Linked DNA regions of Gossypium hirsutum: region 2 is linked to region 1. A link is a contact called in public Hi-C data. All regions are on one chromosome and are shown on one strand. Each heading gives the region's core, a stretch centred on a gene start, on an enhancer-like site or on the middle of the called end of the contact. The rest is flanking DNA. Distances are from core to core; before and after follow the strand shown.

Region 1 (3,685 bases), core at 784-3,283:
ATTCGTTTACCCACTGAAATCAATATTTTTCAAAAAAAAATTCAGGGTAAAGACAATTTTTAGAGGCTGTTCAAGCAAAATCGGCCAAAACATTGTATTTAGCATAATGAAAAAACTCAAAAACACTCAAATTTGATCAATAAGAAATTCAAGTTGTTTTCTTTATTTAGTTATTATGTTGAATATTTATCCTTATTTTTATTTTTTAAAATTTTCTTTGTTTTTCTTATTTTTCTAAATCTGTTTGTCTTTTTTCTTTTCAAGTGCGATCCAAACATTTCTTTCTTGAGTCGAACAACTTGAATACAATCTTCTTAAGCTTTCTCCTGGATCAACTTACTAAGCTCCTATGAAGCTTAACTTGTTTTCAAATGCGTAGATTGCAGAAAGTGTTTGTGCAAAAAAAAGGTTGAGCATGGTTTGTCAAATCACAACTCATCAATAAGGTAAGAATTGAGAACCATGGATTTTGTGTCTTTGAATTAGTGTGGCATGTACCTAGGTATCCGGTAAGTAGGAAAGTGATAGATAGTTAGGGAATTGGCACAAAGTTGAGTTTTGTTTAAATGGAGAGGTTTTGAACCTTTGTGGTACATTAGATGGAGATTGAACATGGATGATGTAAAAGTTGAACGTCGACAATGACAATAAAAAACGATCGCAAAGCAAAAAGAAAAAGATAAGAACACACAGATTTCACGTGGAAACCCTTTCGGGAGAAAAACCATTGGTAGTGGAGAAGAAAATTCACTAATGTTAAATTTGAATGATACAAGAGGAGTTTAGACTACATCTATTTATAAGTTGAAAAACCTTATTATAATCAATGTCAAATAGAAGCAATGTAGTAAGGTTGAAACACCTTATTCTAATCAATATCAAACAGAATAAGTGTACTTTTATACGGATTTCACTTGTACAGCTTGTACCGTATCGTGAGGGCACACCCTCGGTTACGACCCCAGTCTAATTTTATACTTAATGGAGATTTGCGGCAGCTATGGCCCTCGACCTTTGCCCCCACAGATCCCCTTATTTTGCCATTATTTTTTTTAACAAGAAGTTGGGTCATGCAACTCTAATAGATGAATTGCATGATGTTTACAAAGATAATTAGGAGTATTTTAAGGTCAAATAATGATTGAGAATGATTGGGATTAATTGGAGTAAGTTATGACACTTTTTGAGGTATTTTTAAGCTTGATTTTAGCTTCCATACACCCAAATTTTGATACTTAGAGGGCTTGTATTGATAAAGCTCAAACATAATGTAAAAATGAATAGTATCAAGGTCAAGGTACCGATAAATTGGGGCATGCGTCAATACCTCTACCTTGTTTTCTTAATTTATGTTGTTTTTTACATCAAGGGGTCTCTGAATGATCTCTGGTTGCAACCAGTTTACATATTCAGTTTAGAAATTATTGAAGAAGCCTTAAATAGCTTCAAATGAGTCTAAAAGATGAGTAGAACATGAGTGATTTGTTTGGTACGTAAATGTAGCATTTCTTACATGGTAAGGGGGTGTTACAATCGTCGTTAATGGTAGAAGTGGTTGCGAAGGACCAATTCTCAAAAGATTTTGGCATTATCCAATGGTAACTGATTAGTAAACCAAACTGGTGGCATCTTAGAGAAAACACACCGATGAGTTGAAGTTGACATTTTTAGTTGATTAGTTGTTCCAGAACTTAGTCATTAGATAGGATTTGGGCTAAAACTTGCTATCGACTAACTAGGATCGTAAGTGGTTGGTCTGGATCCAAATATATACGTGGTCAAAGCTAAAATTAAGTTAAATTTTAACATAGGTAATAAAGCTTTAAGTTGCCCCTTAATTGCCCAAATCTAGTCTGATCTAGTCTTTTTAGCTAATGCAATGTTTCTTATTCGCTAGGAATGTTGGCAAGTCACACTATGCATAGCTTTTGAGTCGGATAAAAGCTAGAGGTGATTCCTCTACGTGCCACGTGACATTGTTCTTGCTAGCATAGCATTTATGTTTTGTACTTTATAAAGCCTAAGCTCATGTGATCTTTGTACCAGTTGGAACTTGAGCTCTTTTGGGCCTTGTTACAGGCCTTAGCCCATTTGGCCTGGATATAACAATAATGAATAATAAAAATTTTCAGTGATTAAAAATATTTCCAAATGAATGCTTTTATATATAAATCTCTCTCTCTCTCTATATATATATAAACTAGTTTTTAAATTCTTATCTAAGTTTGTTTTTCCTTTTTCTGACGTAAAAGATTGTAGTAAAAATTTGCAAATGCTTGAACTCAAAATCCATACCCAGTAAATGGTACTTCTTAAAATAATTTCATCACCAAGTTAAGCTTTGAGTAATATTCTGGTTCTTACAATTCTTCAGATTCAGAGTAATTTTATAGTTCTACAACAAAAGCCAATATCAAACTACAATACAGTGCTCCTTGAGCCCTAGGAAGCTTTATCTACATATGGCTTCTGCTCAAAATTTACTTGGTGTAAATAACGAAGTACATAAGACAAAAAAGAAAGGAAAAAGAATCTACATTTTGAAGTAGATGTTGAAGAACATTGTCGACATACCTTTTCCAGCAGCACTCATCTTTCCATAAAACTTATTCAGACATCGCTTCAGCTTCTCCATCCACAAAACCAGATTCGTTACCCCTGAAAATGTTAAAATGTTCCAATCATTCAGGTACCTTTTTTTTTTATTACCTGACATACCTACATATCAGAACTTATGAGAAGAAAAAACCTTACCTATAGTAAGCCTTAGAAGAATGTATTCTATATTTCCTATCAATCTGGTATATAGGGCCAATGATGTCAAATCTGAACACACGAGGATAAAGTAATTGTATTCCTTAAATTGTAAATTAAAACAAAATATGCGACCACAAAATCAGTTCCTTCCAAGAATACCGACGTTAACTGCTCATGAATATAAAAATCTCTTTCTTACTATACACTCGTAAATGTACAAACACAACAACAGATGCATCCATTAAAAGCTCTCCCTGGCTTGGCCAGATAACAACTGATTTAGAATAAAATTAAAGGAAAAAAAAAAGGGTTTAGAAGAACTGTTTACCAGAGCATGGATTCGACTTCAGAGAGAGACCAAGTGAGGCATATTTTCCATAGGTTAGCAACCTCACCCATTTTGAAGCACCAAGCTTGCTTACTGTAGATCTCAGTAATTCACTAAAACAGAAAAGACCAAAATGAGATTAGGAGCTATTGAACTCCAAATAGGCTACTGAATTTATCTTACTCTGTCCGCAATATTATGAGAAAGTTGGAAGGAAGAGATTCCATAAACGAAGATATGTCCTCCATCTCTAGAGCCTTCAAATGTTGTTTCATCTTCTTTTGCTCTTCAACCAACATTCCCTTCCCAATGCCAGATTTACTGCCAATCAGATTACAGAAGGGATAATTAGATTGGTATCATAATTGTTATAATATAATAGTCAGTAAACTGAACCTTCAATCTATCCAGTCAACACCTCTCCCAAAACAAAAAACACAGAAGGAAAAATGGAAGATGCCTCACCATATCAGGGGGATAGGAACCTACAGAAAGATTTATGCTTCTAGTTATCATTTAAATGAATACTACTAAACATGTGTTTGGAAAGCCACCTGTAATTGAATTTGAGTGCAATTGTGTATAATTATATGCGTGACA
Region 2 (3,740 bases), core at 1,036-3,535, 310 kb after region 1:
TGGAACAAAAACTATTCCAAAAGTAGTTAAAGAAGATAATATCATTCACTTTTTCACTTCCCTATAATAATTTACTCATGATTTATAATTTTTGTAATATTTATATATTAATTGTCACTGAAAGCATCTTTTATTTAAAAATTTTAACTATCATTGTTATTTTAAATCTAATTTCATCGATAATTTTGTTGTACATTTAAAATAAAAGTTAAGGAAAAGGTGTAACTAAATCAACCGGTTATAAGTTAATATTAAAATTTCTAACACAATAACAAAAATTTTAAATTTCTAATGGATACCAAAATCTCTAAGCAATACCAATATCTCTAGTAGCGATGCCCATATTTATAACAAATACTGAATTTCTAATGCATTACCGATATTTCTAACAAGACACCAAAACCGATATTTCTAATTTAGTATTTTCTATACTAAAATTTCAAACGAGACATTCTTAATAATTTTGGTATTGATTAAAAAAATTTGGTATCGCATCAACTAAGAACATCCCTAAGCTATTTTAGTATGACCTTAGTAATCTTGGTACAGGCTATTGGGTCGCACAGGCAAGGAAATTTTGATGATAAATTTGAAGGGAAACATGCACGAACAAAAATAGTACATATTGACCCTAACAATAGCATCGCCTTAAATATTTTGGTATTTAATTAGAAATTTTGTATTTTGGTATACAAAATTAAATATAATTTGTTATATATTACTCTATATATATATTGGTATACCATAATATATTGTACTATTGTCTTATATATTTGGGTATATTTAAATAATATTTAAATACGGATTAAATATATTTTATTTTGTTTATTATAAATAATTGTTACATCAAATAAAAAATAAATTTGTTAGTATGCATTAAATCTGGTTCATATATTTTATATAAAAAATTTGATATTATACTAAATTATTTGAAGAAATAACAAAATTTTTATCTGATATTCAAAACTTTTAATGCGGTACCAAGATTCCTAATCAAGTACCAAAATTTTTAATAAAATCTCTTTAAATAATTCGGTGTTAGGTTAAAAATTTTGGTATTTGATTATAAATTTTAATATACCAAAATACCAAAAAATTTATAACAAGATGATGTTAGGGATATCGTATTAGATATTTTGATTAAAACTATTGGCTTCACATTAAAATTAAAAATATTAGCATCTTATCTTATTATATTTTTGCAATAATTTATCTAAAAATATATTTACTTTTGCTTTTATCAAAATAAAGTCTCGCTTTTAGGGATGTCAATTGGGCGACACAGGTGTGGGGGCATCCTCACCAAGAATTTTCATCCCCATCCCTGCTCAGCGACCCACTACGGGTAAAAAACTCAAAACCATCCTCGCTCACCACCCACGTGGGTCCTCAAATTCACCTAATCACTGCTATACCCGCCTCGTGACCCACTTCATATAATATATTTATAAGTATCAATTAAATAAATATAAATCAAAATTTTTATAAAAAATGTATGAAATACTTATCCTTTGAACTCTTACTACATATGTGATATTATTTCAACTGTCACTATTTAAAAAAAAAGTCATCATGACCCTTTAATTGATAAACAAAAAATAACTTCAATATTAATTTAAAAAATTTTAAAAATAAAGTCCTTTTATAATATTTAAATACAAATAATGTCTCAAATATATCACAAATATTTTTAAATATAACACAAGTACAAAAATTAAATACTAATAAATTAATAAAATACTAATAAAATAATTATTAAATTAAATTTTTATAAATATTTTTTTTGAATATACTTATTATATTATTCGAGGTAAGTGAAGATGAGACAAACGGGAATGAGGTGAGTATAATATCAAAACCACGACTCTCGATGAGTCTAATATTTATCTTTATCTCTATTTCAGTACCCGCAAAACCTGTACCAGCCTAGCCTAATTGGGTGTGAAGTGGGATGGGATCGTGAAACCGCACCGACATCCCTACTTTCTTTATATGAAAGCTTACGGTAACGTGAATTGAAAAGATTAGGCTAAAATTTCTTCAAATAGGACATCGAAATGAGCTTGGCCCCTTTGTTCCCCAATTCGAGTACTGAAGCTACGACGGCGTTTTGTAAGCCCCTAAACCAGTCCATGAAGACAAAAACGGGTCAACTTGAAGCCCGACTTCTTGTGGGAATCACACGCCTGTGGATGACACACATTCAACCCGACAGTTCCAATCGAATCTCTCGCCAATCGCCACTCCCTTCTCTCACTTCACAGCTCCAAGAAAGGAAAGGCTAAGGCTATCTTCGGGCTGCCAGAAAACTGGGTTTAGGCTTATTAGCTTCAAGAACCCTAAAATCGTCAAGAATCCTCCATTCCCAATACTCTAGATTCCGACCCATCGTCGCCAAATCCGAGCTCCAATCCCCCGACGCCTCATCGGCAGCAGCAGCAGCACCGCAGCCAGAAACCACTCCTTCTCCACCCAAGAAACCCGTTGGCGGTGCACGGATCCACGTCACGAACCCGGATGATGCCATCGAGGTGTCCGTCGATGGCTTCCCGGTGAAAATCCCCAAGGGCATGACCGTTCTTCAGGCCTGCGAAATTGCTGGTGTTGACATTCCGAGGTTTTGTTATCATAGTCGACTTTCAATCGCTGGGAACTGCCGTATGTGCCTCGTCGAGGTTGAAAAATCCCCCAAGCCCGTCGCCTCTTGTGCCATGCCTGCTCTCCCTGGTTAGCGTTTCAATTTAACAATTATTATATTTTGTATTTTGTTTTCTCAATTTTACTAGTGTGTTTGAATTTAATTAGATGAACGGATTTGAATTTCTTTGCAGATTTTTGACGTGTTTCAGGATACTAGTAATTTGGATTTAGGGTTCTCAAATTATTCTATACTATTTTATTCTCTTTAATCTCTGTTATTGAATGTCTTGCTACTAGTTCCATATAGTCTTCATAAAGATACAGAATTATGATCGATTTGATCTTTATAAATTCAGTCATAAATGTTTGTTTTCATCTTCATTTTTGTTTTACATGTTTTAGTAACCATGCATGGAAATGTGTCTAGATTTGTACTTAAAATTTCTTAATATCTAAGTATTTATGTGATTGTAAACAATAATTCTTGTGATAATTTTCTTTCAAGCTTGTCATCCTGTTGCCTTCTTGGATTTTAAACAATTTAACCTTCGGGGGTTTTACTCCTTTTCTTTTTGGTTTGTGTTGTTTAATTATGCTTGGGACTATAACATAGGAATGAAGATTAAGACGGATACACCTTTGGCAAAGAAGGCACGTGAAGGAGTAATGGAATTTCTGCTGATGAACCATCCACTTGATTGTCCAATCTGTGATCAGGGTGGAGAATGTGATCTCCAGGATCAGTCTATGGCATTTGGATCTGATCGAGGTCGTTTTACTGAAATGAAGAGATCTGTTGTTGACAAAAATCTTGGTCCTTTAGTAAAGACTGTCATGACTCGGTGCATTCAGTGTACAAGGTAAAAAATTAACCCCAAATATTCCCTCCTCTTTTACTTTCTATTTTTAGATTTCAAGCTGGCTGAAATAGAAGATCTGAAATCCAAACTCCGACAGATGCCTGCATCAGCTTTAAGACTTTATTCAGAGTAACCATATGCATTGATCACCTTTAACTTTAGACATTTGTGGTCACTCATAGGAACCGAGCATGTGTATTGTGTTGATTACCAATTCTGAAGAAAAGATGCTTGATTGTC

The links. Hi-C and Micro-C count contacts between places; a contact is called where the count stands out from the background.
Region 2: a Hi-C map of leaf shows a contact between it and region 1, with 1.8 times the contacts expected there. The contact joins the promoter of LOC107946378 here to the enhancer-like site in region 1. A contact is called at or near these places in 3 of 34 Hi-C or Micro-C datasets (leaf and petal).

Annotation. Positions count from the first base shown.
Region 1 is chrA07:57,326,513-57,330,197 of Gossypium_hirsutum_v2.1, forward strand. LOC107946408 (aarF domain-containing protein kinase 1) reads right to left here. Exons shown (of 16, transcript XM_016880715.2): 13 at 3,269-3,406; 14 at 3,086-3,198; 15 at 2,755-2,826; 16 at 2,293-2,658. The coding sequence ends at 2,534. Among protein-coding and RNA genes, the nearest start is that of LOC107946408, 19 kb to the right of the region's middle. Within about 2 kb of position 2,034, at least 2 of the 9 cell types and tissues checked have an H3K27ac peak or open chromatin away from gene starts, as enhancers often do. A contact at or near this core is called in leaf, where this site is marked.
Region 2 is chrA07:57,633,674-57,637,413 of Gossypium_hirsutum_v2.1, forward strand. LOC107946378 (NADH dehydrogenase [ubiquinone] iron-sulfur protein 1, mitochondrial) reads left to right here and starts at 2,286. Exons shown (of 5, transcript XM_016880676.2): 1 at 2,286-2,727; 2 at 3,254-3,500. The coding sequence starts at 2,286.